3 separate regions of the Mus musculus genome follow, and regions 1 and 3 are each linked to region 2. A link is a contact called in public Hi-C data. All regions are on one chromosome and are shown on one strand. The core of a region is the stretch at or near the end of the contact, and the rest is flanking DNA. Distances in the headings are between cores, read along the strand shown.

Region 1 (4,690 bases), core at 971-3,470, 250 kb after region 2:
GTGCAGCTTGGTGGTAGGCAGGGCTTTGTGGGTCTATGGCCTACATATGCTGTGGGGTGGAGGGCAGGTCTCTGGGTATCTTTCTCCTGCCCCTACCTTATGGCATGGCAGAATGCAGGTCTGCTTTCCTCCTCCTGTGCTGTGCTGCCTGGATTTGGTTTGATTTTTGTGTGTCCTAGGCATAAAACAGCTTTGGCTACTAAGCCAGGCATCAGGCTAGGGATGAAGAAAGGACTGCCCTCTGCTCTGCCCCTGACTGGTAGAAGAACAACATCAACAAGGTGTTTCATTGCACAATGCCCGGGGGGCGGGGGGTTGTTTTTTTTTTTCTTTCTGTTGTTTTTTGTTTGTTTAAGACAAGATCTTGCTATGTGTATAGCCAAGGCTAGGAGTTGATATATTCCTGTCTGAGGCTCACACATTTTGGATCATATCTGTCACACACAACTTTTTAAAAGAATGGTATCTTATGAAAAACTGAACTTTTGTTGAGGATGATCTGCTATTGTAATTATAAGATTATATGCACGTATATATATATACATACACACACATATATATATGTATATGTGTATATATATATATATATATATCTTTATTGTCTGATGTCAGGAAAACTATGTCTACCTCTGGCTAGTAAATGGTTTGAAGGTTCTAACAAGTCCTTCTGATTCTGCAATAGTAGTTCCCTCATAGGAAAAACTGCAGTTTCTTAAACATATGTAGAAATGGTTTTTTTGTGTGTGTGTGTCATTGCCATAGAGCATCAAACATGGCAAAGTCCTGCAGGAAAAAAAAGGGGGGGAGGGGCATTCATTGGCCAATGGGAGTCTGAAGCACTGTAGTAACAGGAATTCCTGTGAGACTAGAATACAAACCCAGAGTGCCCAACTGTGATTAGGATTCATCCCCAAACACAATCTTTACAAACGGCAGTTAAATATTTAATGCAGTTAAATAGTTTCAATTAGTAAAAATATTAAAATGTGGTTTGGTAGCTTCAGTTCTTTTTTCCTGGAAAGCTGTAACCTGTGTAGTACACAGTGAAGTGAAATGGTATAATCAGAAAACTGAAGTCCTAATAAAAATGGCAGATCAAAGTCATGCCATGTAGAAAGGTGAAGTTATCATCACACTTGGGACAAATCTTTAAAACATCAATTTGGTAAAACTGGCTTTGAGGAACTATAAATTATTTTGGTTATTTTTTTTCAAGGTCAAATAAAGTAATTGTTATCTCTGATAGAGTAACACTGTGTGGTGTAATAAGGACACTGAAAATGTTATACACAATTAGGTATTTTGTTTGGGAGATTTCTAAAATTTTAGATACTTTTTTGACTTGCCAGTAATGCTATTACCCTGTTAGAGAAATGCTCTAAAGATGCTAGATTTGGAAGTTAATAGCCATGTGGTTCTATCCTGATCTCACCGCTTACTACCCCCTGAATCTATTTTCTGGAGTATAAATGACAGCAGGCTTCAATCGGGAACTGAACAGTCTTATTAAACGGTCTGGATGAGAAGCTCAGAGAGCGTCAGAGCCCCCGTGGAAAAGATTTTCTTTATAGCTTCTTTACCTACTGCAATTAATACTGCTTAGTGTGCACTGTCAAGTTTAAAAGAAAAATTAGCCATCTAGCTGCCCTTAGCCCACTGTCATGCACTTCAGAATATTTCCTTTAAAAACAATTCTTTGAAAACATAACGAGAACAAACGTGTTCTCATTATCCTTTAGCCCCAGATTTCCTTCAGAACTTAAAAATCATGCGCAAGCCATATTCAAGATGTGTTATCTCAAGAAAGTCCAGAACCCAGGCAGCAGTATCATGAAAATATCAAGTCCACACCCTCCTACACATCAATTTCAGCGGAACCAGAAAAGTACATTGATTTCTTTATAACGAAATCCAAAATATTCAGAAAAAAATAGGGCCGGTTTCCAAGGGTTTTGTCCACAGACCCTTTCTGGAGCCGGCGTCCCTCTATGAGAAGGGTTGGCATTCTTTCGGTCTGTCCTGGGTGCTGGGCTCCGTGCAACTGTCCTCGCGGGTCGCGGTTCCCCGCCTCACCGGCCCACCAATGGTTGATGCCTCTCTCCTCGCCATCCCGCCTTCCGATGCCACAATAACCAATAGAAATGAACGTATGGAGTCCAGTAACCAATGGGAACTGGGGGAGGCGGAGGCCGGTCCTCCCGCGGTGCAAGCTGGGCTTCTGCTCCGTTGCCCAGGAGCCGAAGCCGCCGAGCCGCCGCCCGCAGCCGTGGTCCCTACAGTGAGTGAGTTCAAACTCCCCGCAACCGCAGTCTGCAGCGTCCGGGTACTCTAGGTCTCGGACCGTAGCTGTCGGTCGGACTCGGGGATCGGCCGATGATCCAGGCAGGAGCAGGAGGTGCCAGCTTGGAGGGTGAGGGGCGGGCCTCGGATGAGAGAGGAGGTCTGCGGCCGGGGGGGGGGGGGGGGGGGGATGGACGTGATGGGGCGGGGCGAGGCGGGGCTGATCGGCGGATGCTTTGGAGAGAAGGAAGAGAAAGTTGAGAGACTGGGATTTGTTAGCCCCCTAAAGCAGAAGGAAAGCATGTGCAGACGGATCCAAAGAAGAACGAAGTTACCAGAAAGAAACCCCTGGAGACTGGTGTAGATCGGGATGGGAAAGGAGGGCGCGCGGAGCCTTTCAGAGACTCTGGAACAGTCTAGGATATTATTGTTAACACTGTCGTTAAAGGGGAGAGACACTTTGGTCCAGGCTGTGGATTATTTTTATACATCATTGAGGGATGGAATGGAACGAATGAAAGTAGTTAGCAAAACCTACCTGTTGGCAGAACTGAGTTGGGGTGGATGCACATGCCTTTTGTTTCGCGCTAGCTGAATAAGGGAACAGTGTTTCCCTGTGTGACCAGTTCACCTGAATGTAAATTCTTAGTCACTTCATGGGCTTGATACGTAATGGTATCTTTTGGTTGGTAACAAGTTGCTAGGGGCTGTATTTTTCCTCCAGAGAAGTGCAGTGAATGGTAGACACATTGTGAGGATTAATTTTACGGAGGTATTTGTACCTATATTTGGGTAAGTGGGGTGGGGGCGGGGTGTGGAGGAAGGTTTTATGAAAGTAAATTTTCTTTTAGGATTGATTAATTGTGTGTGTGTGTGTGTGTGTGTGTGTGTGCGCGTGTTTCCTGTCCTGGACCAGCTCCTGCCTGCACATCTCAATCCCGAAGTTTGAGGGTCTTAACTCTTGGCCCAAGCAGAGTAGGCTTGACCACATACACATGGATGCTCAACCGTGCGTTCAGGATTAGATAGATGTCTTTGGGATCAACAGTCATAACTTAGGGCTTGAGAGCTGATTCAACCGTTAAGAGTACTAACTACTCTCCCACAGGCCCTAGGTTTGATTCCCAGCAGCCACATGGCAGCCCACAACTGTCTGTAACTCCAGTTCCAGGGAATCCTACGCTGTCTTCTGGCCCTTCTAGGTACCAGGAACTGTATCCATGGCACACAGACAGGCGTTCAACAAAACACTCACATAACTAACTTACTAACTAAACAAGCACACAAATAATCAAATATAAGTAAGTAAATTTAAAAAGTCATTTAAATGGTGAGGGATCGGGTGAGAGAGCTACAGGCATCCAGGAAAAGGGTAAATGGAGGTTTCATTTTTCTCATTCTCATTAATCTGTATTCTTTCTAGTCTCTCTCCACACTCCAATTTTCTATTAGTATTTACAGTATTTCACCCTGTGATCGGTTGTGCATTGGTTAGTATGTTTATTCAAATGTGTGGCAGGAAAGACGAGTTCTCTTAGTTCTTTAAATTGATGGACCGTCATTCAGACGTCAAAAGCAGTTGATGCCTCTGGAAAATAAATATTTCCAAAACTGTATCTCTTTAACATCACGGAACTACTTCTGTCAGACTTGCTAGAAAAAGACTCAAGCAGTCCCTCCTGTTGTCAAGCTTGGGGACACCCCCTCCTCTGCCCACGACTCAGTCTTCTATTTTTTTTTTTTTCATTCCATAACTCAGTCTTCTATTTTCTTTTTTCATTCCATAGTTTCTTGGCCAACTCCATCCTTCCTGGTGGCTTCTACTATCCATAACTTACTAGCACACCCCCAGTTTTGCATCTCTCCCAACTTCTGGGTAGGTAATTGTAGGTACTTCCAGTTGGATTAGCCTGCCCACAGGTACCTCAGACTCACTGTGTCTGATAAACCCCATGCGGTCAGATGATAGCATTTGCATCCAGCTTTACAAGTCAAAAACTTTGGAATTCTTCCAGGTTCTTCTTCTCATACTCGACATTTAGTCCATCACCAAGTCCGGCTTATTTGACTTGCTCAGTATCTCCAGCATCACTTTGATGCTCTCTATCCCTAGCTATGCTATTATAGCGCAGACCTCTGATTTTTGGGTTAAGGTAGACCTTTGTAAAGGTCATGTCTAAGTGCTTTAACCATCCTAAAGATCCTTTGTTTCTGTAAGCAGTCTGCCTGTGATTGTAGCTTCCATCTGATCCAGCCTCACTCATTACTTTCTGATGCCCACAGCCAGTGTACTCATTTCAAACCAGATTGTTCCTTTTTCCTTTTTTTTTTTTTTTTTTTTTTTTGGTTTTTCATGACAGGGTTTCTCTGTCCTGGAACTTACTTTGTAGACCAGGCTGGCCTTGAACTC
Region 2 (4,296 bases), core at 979-3,478:
GTCGTGTTGCGTTAAGTGGGCCTGGCAGGACTTATAACTTGCTGGTTGCACAGATTTCTTCCTGTCCAGTGGTCCCTGGTGGTGGGAACATGGAGACTGAAGCCAGTCAGACTGTAGGGACACACTGACGTTGTCTAATATTCTCCTGGTCACATATAATTTCTGTGCAGTATTGCTGGAAGATGCTATTCTCAAGACACTGTCCTGTTGATTCTCACAGGATTCTATTTCTTCCATAGGTACCATCCCCACACATTCTGCAGTTTTTAAAGACTTACTTTTTATTATTTTTAAATTGTGTGTGTGTGTGCATTTAAGTCTAGGTGTCCTAGGAGGCCAGAGGTGTCACATGCCCTGGAGCTGGAGTTTTAAGCAACTGTAAGCCATACTAGGTGGGTGCTGGACACTCAATCCAGGTCTTCTGTAAGACTCTTAACCACTGAGCCCGTCTCCAGCCCTGAGCCCTGTCTCCGGCTCTGAGCCCTGTCTCCAGCCCTGAGCCCTGTCTCCAGCCCTGAGCCCTGTCTCCAGCCCTGAGCCCTGTCTCCAGCCCTGAGCCCTGTCTCCAGCCCTGAGCCCTGTCTCCAGCCCTGAGCCCTGTCTCCAGCCCTGAGCCCTGTCTCCAGCCCTGAGCCCTGTCTCCAGCCCTGAGCCCTGTCTCCAGCCCTGAGCCCTGTCTCCAGCCCTGAGCCCTGTCTCCAGCCCTGAGCCCTGTCTCCAGCCCTGAGCCCTGTCTCCAGCCCTGAGCCCTGTCTCCAGCCCTGAGCCCTGTCTCCGGCCCTGAGCCCTGTCTCCGGCTCTGAGCCCTGTCTCCGGCTCTGAGCCCTGTCTCCAGCCCTGAGCCCTGTCTCCGGCTCTGAGCCCTGTCTCCAGCTCTGAGCCCTGTCTCCAGCCCTGAGTCCTGTCTCCAGCCCTGAGCCCTGTCTCCAGCCCTGAGCCCTGTCTCCAGCCCTGAGCCCTGTCTCCAGCCCTGAGCCCTGTCTCCAGCCCTGAGCCCTGTCTCAGCCCTGAGCCCTGTCTCCAGCCCTAGGTTCTGTCTCTGGCTCTGAGCCCTGTCTCCAGCCCTAGGTCCTGTCTCTGGCTCTGAGCCTTGTCTCCAGCCCTGAGCCTTGTCTCTGGCCCTGAGCCCTCTCCCCAACGCTGTTGTTTATATGAATACGTGTGACATAGCTGACATTTTGTTTTCGTCACTTGACTTTTTCTCACAGGAATTCTGTTAGCTGGAAACAGCTGTGAGTTGAGAATCATTTTCCTGTTTTTCTACAAGTGCAAAGATTTCTGGTAGTATTCAGGCCACTGCTCAAGGGTGTTCAGTAGCATGCAGACTGCGTTCCTACACTTGCTAGCCCAGATACACTGTTCTGAGTAAATAGAAGAAAACATGGAGGAGGATAGGTGAAAAAAATTACCAAGACCTTTGGAGTGAAAATGGTCCCACACAGTATGCAGCGCCCAGTGACTTAGACAGCGTCATAGCATTGTGTCCTTAGAGTTGGGCACCGAGAGTGTTGGGAGGCAGGAAAGTGACAAGGATTTCCTTGTCTCTAGGGGTTACAGTTCTCTCCAGGACTGCTTGGCTCATCGTCTCCTCTTCTTTTCTGGATGGCAGCTAGTTACTGTTCCTGGGACTCAGGCTCAGTCCAGGTGGCACCAAGCCTCTGGCAGGGCTAGGCAGGCTTCAGGGACCACAGGGACCCCAGCAGCACTTCCCTAGGGGAAAGGGACGTCTCTTCCCAGACATCTGCTTTCGCTCTACGGTTTTGGTGCTTAACCTGTTTCTGGGACAAGCCTATCCTCGACTTATGTAAGCTCAGGTATGAAGGACTCTGTCCTACCTTAATAAGCACTGGAAAAGAAACCTGGCTCTCAAATCTCCAAGAGACCCTCTACGGCAGTGATTCTCAGCCTGTGGGTCATGACCCCCCTTGCTAGTTGAAAGACCCCTTTTCATACCTTCGCTCTGAGGGAACTTTTCAACAGGGGTTAGATGTACATCCTCTATATCAGATATTTACATTAGGATTTATAACAGTTGCAAAACTACAGTTATAAAGAAGCAATGAAATAGTTTTATGCTTGGAGGGTCACCACAACTGTGTTGAAGGCATTAAGGAAGGTTGAAAACCACTGCTCTGCTCTGCAGGATCTCTATGGCAGTGCATACAACCGGGACACTTGGCGCCTGTCATTCCAAACTGCCGTGCAGCATCGGGACAGGCACTGTCTTCTTCCCCCTGGACACAAGGAGAAGCCCTAGAGCGTCTCCTGGGAAGGCTTGCCACAGCAACCCTTCAACTCAGGCCATCCTTACGGCAGGAAGCCAAAATGACAGGAAGCACCCCCCCCCCCAGCCCCCGTTGCCAAGAGCCCGTTAAATCTTTGACCTAGATTCTGCGAATATTCAAGGAGAAAGCAGGGACACAAACGCTGGCTGCGGCTCACTTCAGTGAGTCCTCATTCCTCTTCCCATTTCATTTTAGCTGCGTTTGTTTGAGCAGCAGGTGAAGCGCCTTTCAAAAGACCGTCATCTCCGAGGGAAGTCATCTGTTTTACATTAATTGTCCATTAGTCTCCAAGCCTCCATCCATTACCATCCTCAGCCACTCATTACGGATATTGTGCCCGGGTCCCGCTGTCAGCTTTTCAATGCAGGGCTGTTTTCCTGCATCTGACTTAATTGCTCTAAGTGCCTGTTTCTCTGAGCGTACCAATTAATGTGGGCTTTCTTCTTGCGCTAGCTTGGACAGAAATGCCAAGGTGAGGATATTTCGGCTGCTATTTACTCTAAATTATTAGACTTTGCCTCCTTAAGCCCCTGCAGTGAATATTTTGCATCTATATCTTTGTATTTGTCTGACAGACTTCTAGAAACAATACGTTTTGAACAGACCTAGTTTTCGATGGTTAAAAAGGCACAGCAGATTTATAGTCCACCCACGTTATTGGGATGAGGGGTTTACGTTCCCTCTGCTCCTGATTAGTTTAAACATGTAATTTTTAAGTGCATGTAGCACTCAACACAACAGCTTGGATGAAATTGGCATTGTAGATAGGGGGAAAAAAATGAAGCTTTCATCTTTAAAATTACAGCTGCCAGGGCAGCCGCACAATACTTTAATTGCTATATCTCCCCAGCTATGACTGATCATCTTCCTCCACCCTTGTGCCTGCGTTTCTGAAAAAAAAAATATATATATATATAAAATGGAAGAGGATTACATGTAAAAAATCATTAAGATAAGGAATTGTCATGTTCCTAGAAAGTCTTGGTAGACAGGGAGCCAAGTGAAATTACTAGTTTGACAGGATGCTTTATAGAATAAACAAGAAAAACAGTAATTTTAGTTGGTAAATCTTAAAATTTGTATCATATTACATATGCCAGTAGTGAACTTCGGATTCTTTTCTCAACACTAAAGGTACTCAATTAATATAAATTCCTTTCATGATAATGTCTCCATAAAATCAGGCATCAATAGTAGCTGCTGACATTAATTGAGTTTGTTATGGTTTTAAAATATTAGCCAGAGTTTGCTTCCACCTTATAAGTGAATTAGTTAATAAACGGCCTTGTTACTATGTGGCAAGTATTGACGATTTGCTTGATTTAGTTTTCTAGTGATTACTCCTTTTTTTTTTCTAATGAGTACATCATACTAACTAGAGCAAATGCATCCAGACTGCCTTGTTATAAGATATATTAAAATAATAATAATAAATAAAGACACAGTTTTGGGGGTCTTTATTTCTTGATGATTATTTGGAAAATATTCACTTTATGGCAAACCATAAAGAAAATTATTTAAAACAGAAACGAGCGGCTGCACTGGGAAACATTTAACACAGGTGAGCTCTGCCTCTCAGGTGCTCCCTAACTCACTCCCGCCCTGTCTGGGTCCAGTCCTGAACTCCACATTAAACGGTCCTGGTCATAGAGATGTAAGATTTTGGCCCTTTTGGTATTTGCTTCAGCTTCTTAACTTCACCTCACCTTTTTTTTACCTCTGAGAATCGACAGGGTGTGGAATGTAGGTGTATTCAGGGCGAAACTCATTTTCTTCTCACTGAGAATTATGGCAAAGGCGATCATATTGTTCTACACGAAAGATGTGAAGGGTTTTGTAGATGTAATTAAGATCCTAAATAAGTTGACTTTTAAACAAATAATAATAATAATAATAAAAAGTTTATCCTGGCTGTGTCTGACCTAAATTTTCTTTTAAGAGGAGATTCTGGCCTTCCATAAAGCAAACTGGCTTTGAGGAAGCCCTGTATCAGGAGCTCTCCAGCCATGAA
Region 3 (4,652 bases), core at 848-3,347, 130 kb after region 2:
TATCTCTACCCCTGACCTCATCTCTGGGTTCCAGACATCCTTTTAATCTCTCTTCTCCCCTTTTACCCTATCTCCCTCCAATTTGACACATGAAGTCAGTTCTACATGACTTTGTCACAGCAGTACAATATTTTAAGCACATCACACATTTGAGTTTCATGCCACTCAACAAAGCATTAAACAGTCCCTTAAGCTATTCTCCCTTCCCTTTAATCTGACTTCTTCCTTTAGGATAGAGACAGGAAATAGCATGATAACTACACCTCATTACTTCAAGGAATACAAATAATAAACACTGAGTCCCCAGGGACTTCCTACATGTAGTATAAATGGCAGGCACTATGACTGTTAGGAAGTCTTACCTTTCCACTTTAAACCATATTCCTTTTCAACAATTGCCAGTTCCTGCAGAAGCAGAACCTCTGCTTTCTCCTGCCCTATAGACACTGTGCCTATAACCCTAACCCTAACCCTAACCCTAACCCTAACCCTAACCCTAACACTAACCCTGCTGGAACTGCCCTTTGAGAACGCTGCTCCACCCCACTGGAAAGCTCAAGACCACACGCTCCAGTTACTCTAGTGAGCTTGATGGGTTAACACAGACCATGTTCTCCTAGTCTCCACTTAGGGGCTCTTCTGGGGGGGGGGGGTAACGTGGTAATGGGAAAAGCACAGGACACAAAATTAAAGGTGAGGCTTAGAACCAATGAGCTGAATGATACCAGTATATGTGACCACCCAGTGCCTTGATATTCTCATCAATAAAATTGGCATTAAAATAATCAGTTTAGAGGACACTTGGAAGGATTGGGGGCAGGGGGAAGCCTACTACATGGCTGTGTTCAGGTGAAAATTAATTCTTCATCTATCCTTTAAACATTACAGGCTCTGCAAATCAGAACACTATTCCAGGCATCCGTTCCTCCTGTTTCTGTGGTATTCTCCACAAAGCCCCCCACTCTCTACTTCTCTTACCGTCACCTACCTGCCCATCTAACCGGGCTGAAAGTATCCACCCTAAATTACAAAGGCATCTCAACTTCAGAGTCATAATTGTGAAAAACGCCTCCGTTGGTGTGAGACAAGAGCTGTTGCCACTTGGCCATCGAGTCTACCTGTGTCTCGCGTTTCTCTTCCCTGTTACTGATAGACTTGAAATGCTCTCATCTGTTTACACATCTCTCAAAGACACAAGAAAATGCAGTCTGAGACCTGGGAATAAGAGCTGGGACCCAGCCCAGATCCTCCTTCCTCTATGCCTGCAGGTCTCACCAGCAATCATCCATCCTGCTCGTCACAGACAAGACTCTAGCAGCGCTCTAGGAAGTCGCTGGCCCCTAAGCCTTGACGTCATTTAGGAAGAAACAGGACAAAGTCTCAGAAACTGTAAGTCAAACCAGGACTCTAAAGCTGGACATTTCAAGATATTTCATTGGCATATTAACCATTGCCATAGCAATAAGCATGTTGGGACAGTGAGTAGATATGGTCTAAATGACGGTACAACGTGTGAATCACCTAACAGTGTGAAAAAAAAAATCACGGCAGGACACCGTAATTGGTCTGTTTAGGGGACGTGTCCAAATCATATGTAATTTAAGTTCAAACAGAAAACCCTTTACACTTAAATTACTACAAAACTCTCCTAAAATTATCTCAAAACACACCCTCAGGCTAGCGTTACTCCTGCCCACCACTTGGGGGATGCTTAAGGAGCTCACATGGTTCAGGGTCATGGTTTTCTATCGCACCTATTACACGACTCCATCGCTTCTGAGGGCAACACAACGAGAATGACAGTGACCAGCACTGTGCATCATCCAAGCCCTCTGTGGGGTAACTCTCACAGCATCAATCTCATCTGTCACAAACCCTACATTTATAAACGAACGGCTGATGTCACTCAACTACATTAGTCTGTTTTCTATTGCTGTGCCGAAACTTTAACCACCACCACTACCAACCCCCACCCCCAAAAAAATACCCAGGGAGGGAAGGGGTTTGTTTCATCTCTGATCTTACAACTCTGGGATGCAACCTATCACTCGAGGCAGGAACTGAAGCAGAAAGTCTGAGGAATGCTGCTGACTAGCTCGCTTCCTCCTTGGAGAGGCTCAGCTCCTTTCATACAGCTCAGGCCCACACTCCTGAGCAGGCCGGATCCCCCTACTGCAATCAGCAATTTAGGAAATGCCCCATTAGCGAATCGTCTGGAGGCCATTCCTCAATAGCTTTTACACACACAGGCATGCACATATGTACCCATGTGAACACAACCCCCTCACCACCACCACCATGTAACTCAGGCTCCTGTCAATCAGGGTTCCAAACTTATGGAGGAGTCAATTCTCGCTCAAAGCAACACAACCGGCTGGCTTTGCTGTCTGTGCTGGCTACAGTTGCTTTGCTTTGTTTTGGTTTCAGGCTGGAATGCAGCAGTAGCTGCTGCCTTACATATGGCATTTACCAAACACCACTGATCTGACCTGTCAAGCAAGCTACTTCACTGGTTCTTTTATTCTCAGCCCTTCACTCCAGCTCCCTACATCCAACAGGGCAAAAAAACCTGCCACTTTCAAGCAAGCACTGGGCCACCACCCAGTGGGAAACATCCTTAGGCAGTCAGAATTGGCTGCTTCAGTCATGGTCAACACTGTGCTGTTGTTCTGGGAGATCCAAAGTAGTGCTGGTCCGGGGCCACCAAGGTCTACAACAATGTAGACACACCCTGATGCACACCTCACCCTGTGCCTGACCAGGGTCAGTTCCAGGAAACCTCTCCTTAATCTCAGGACTGGCCAGGCACTGAGCCAGTCCTGAACAGTCAGTCAGATTCCCTCAGGAATAAGCTGTCGTCAGTGGTAACAGATGGACAGCCAAAACTGTCAGATTTGGGGGAGGGGGCAGCACATGACATCGCAGGACAACACAGACCCTCACAAACTGCCTTTAGAGGTAGACAGGCCTGGAATTCAGCTTTTGGTCCCACTGCAAAGTTGTCATGAGTCCAGAAAGGAAACATTCAATTACATGCTTTTCCAAGTTTGATTTCTATTTTAGAACTGGGGAGTGGGAGGATAACCTAATATACAAGAGATAACACTTCTGAACTTTCAAATGATAGCCAGCTCCTAAGACCGCAGCAGATGCCAGCAGATGCCCCTGTTAAGGGAGGAGAGAGAGGGAAGCTGCTGGAACCCTGATTACTCAGTCGCTAGCTAGCTAGCTTAGGCCTCCCGTCTCCTCTCCTCCCTCCCTCCCATCTCTCACCAAGCATCCGCTAAACCCAGGCACGTGGGGATCACTGACCAGAAACCACTACTATAAACTATGGCAGGTTGTTAAGCTACAACTAGGAAGACGACTCCCATCCCCCAAGGCAAATGTCCATAATCAGAAGCAGAAATGTTCCCTAAGTGTTAATTTACTGTTTTGCATATATATTAGTCTGCTTCCCATTGTGAGAGCAAAGAGTGTAAATACATACAAATAGACATGTGTGTGTGTGTATATATATATATATATATATATATATATATATATATATACACATACTATATATGTGTGTATGTGTGTATACACATATTTGCTTAGAGGTTTGAATACTTAAAGTCCTACTTCAGGCTGTCCCTACAGTTCAGAACCCTATAACAAGGTCTGCTTCTCTCTGACACATCATGGTATTATGGTAGAAATGGGAGAATTCATAAGGTAAAGACAAGAACAAACTGGGGACCTACAACAACTTCTTTTATCCCTTCCTAGCACCACCCCCCAAGTGGCCATTTAACCCCTTCTCACTAAGTCCCATCACCTCTAGCAGCCTTAGGGACACACATCAAATTCCAAAGCAGAACAAAACACCAAAAGCAGATTTTCAGTGAATTTCTAATTAGGGAAGTGAAAGTTCTCTTTTGCATAATGGATAGGCAATATTAGGTCAATCCAAGAAAACTAATGAATGCACAGCGTGATTTAAATCTGAATGTAAGTGTCTCACTCTGCAGCCACAGTAACCCTAACCCCAGGAAATCAGTTCTCACCAAAGGACTGCCAAGGCCCAGGAAGGTCGCCTTCTGGCTCAGAGTTACAAACTGACCATTTTATGGTTTTGTTTGTTTGTTTCCCTAGGTATTCCAAAGATGATTTTAAGAATTGGATTTGAAAGATGGGGTAGTTAATTCAAAGACAAACAAGTGGGATTTTTATCATGTATATCTATTAGAAAGGAGGGTGAAGGAGGGTTTGGGGATCAAGAAGCTGATAGGGCATTCGATAAACTGAAAAGAAAGGCCAGACACATCGCTGGGACAGGCTACGGCTGCAGGAGAGTCAGGCTGCTTTCCCAAACCTATTTAGAACTATAATGAACCTATGTGTTCTGTGTGTGCTTAGACAGTCAGTTGGTTTTCGTTTTTAAATATTTGATCTTTTGACAGTTTTATACATGGATATAAGATATTCTGATCACATGCTGCACCCTCCACTACCCTCACGGGATCCCCTTGTACTTCTTGCTGAATGCTTTCTTCCTCCCAACAGGTTCTCCTTTCGTGTGTGTGTGTGTGTGTGTGTGTGTGTGTGTGTGTGTGTGTAGCAGCAGGCAGAGATTATTTACTGAGGCACGGGCCTTTACCCCGTAGCTGTAC

The links. A called contact is a pair of places that touch in the nucleus more often than the background predicts.
Region 1: a Hi-C map of cortical neurons shows a contact between it and region 2, with 1.6 times the contacts expected there. The contact joins the promoter of Lca5 here to the enhancer-like site in region 2. A contact is called at or near these places in 7 of 39 promoter capture datasets (the C10 cell line, cranial neural crest, embryonic stem cells and 3 more), 4 of 484 Hi-C or Micro-C datasets (cortical neurons, nephron progenitors, palatal mesenchyme and 1 more), 8 of 115 datasets of contacts at active chromatin or transcription factors (craniofacial prominence, embryonic basal ganglia, embryonic forebrain and 5 more) and 1 of 9 other capture datasets (liver).
Region 3: a contact with region 2 is called in a Hi-C map of the N1E-115 cell line, with 3 times the contacts expected there. The contact joins two enhancer-like sites. A contact is called at or near these places in 1 of 39 promoter capture datasets (cranial neural crest), 2 of 484 Hi-C or Micro-C datasets (the N1E-115 cell line and nephron progenitors), 1 of 115 datasets of contacts at active chromatin or transcription factors (large pre-B cells) and 1 of 9 other capture datasets (adipose tissue).

The regions. Positions count from the first base shown.
Region 1 is chr9:83,438,629-83,443,318 of GRCm38.p6, reverse strand. It overlaps Lca5 (Leber congenital amaurosis 5 (human)), which reads left to right and starts at 2,220. Exons shown (of 8, transcript NM_027448.2): 1 at 2,220-2,410. All of the region lies in intron 1 of Gm2087 (predicted gene 2087), which reads right to left.
Region 2 is chr9:83,684,918-83,689,213 of GRCm38.p6, reverse strand. No RefSeq gene overlaps it. Among named protein-coding and RNA genes, the nearest start is that of Gm2109, 4.4 kb to the left of the region's middle. Within about 2 kb of position 2,228, at least 64 of the 459 cell types and tissues checked have an H3K27ac peak or open chromatin away from gene starts, as enhancers often do. A contact at or near this core is called in the N1E-115 cell line, cortical neurons, embryonic basal ganglia and 3 more, where this site is marked.
Region 3 is chr9:83,555,061-83,559,712 of GRCm38.p6, reverse strand. All of the region lies in intron 1 of Sh3bgrl2 (SH3 domain binding glutamic acid-rich protein like 2), which reads right to left. Among named protein-coding and RNA genes, the nearest start is that of Sh3bgrl2, 9.0 kb to the right of the region's middle. Within about 2 kb of position 2,097, at least 72 of the 459 cell types and tissues checked have an H3K27ac peak or open chromatin away from gene starts, as enhancers often do. A contact at or near this core is called in the N1E-115 cell line, where this site is marked.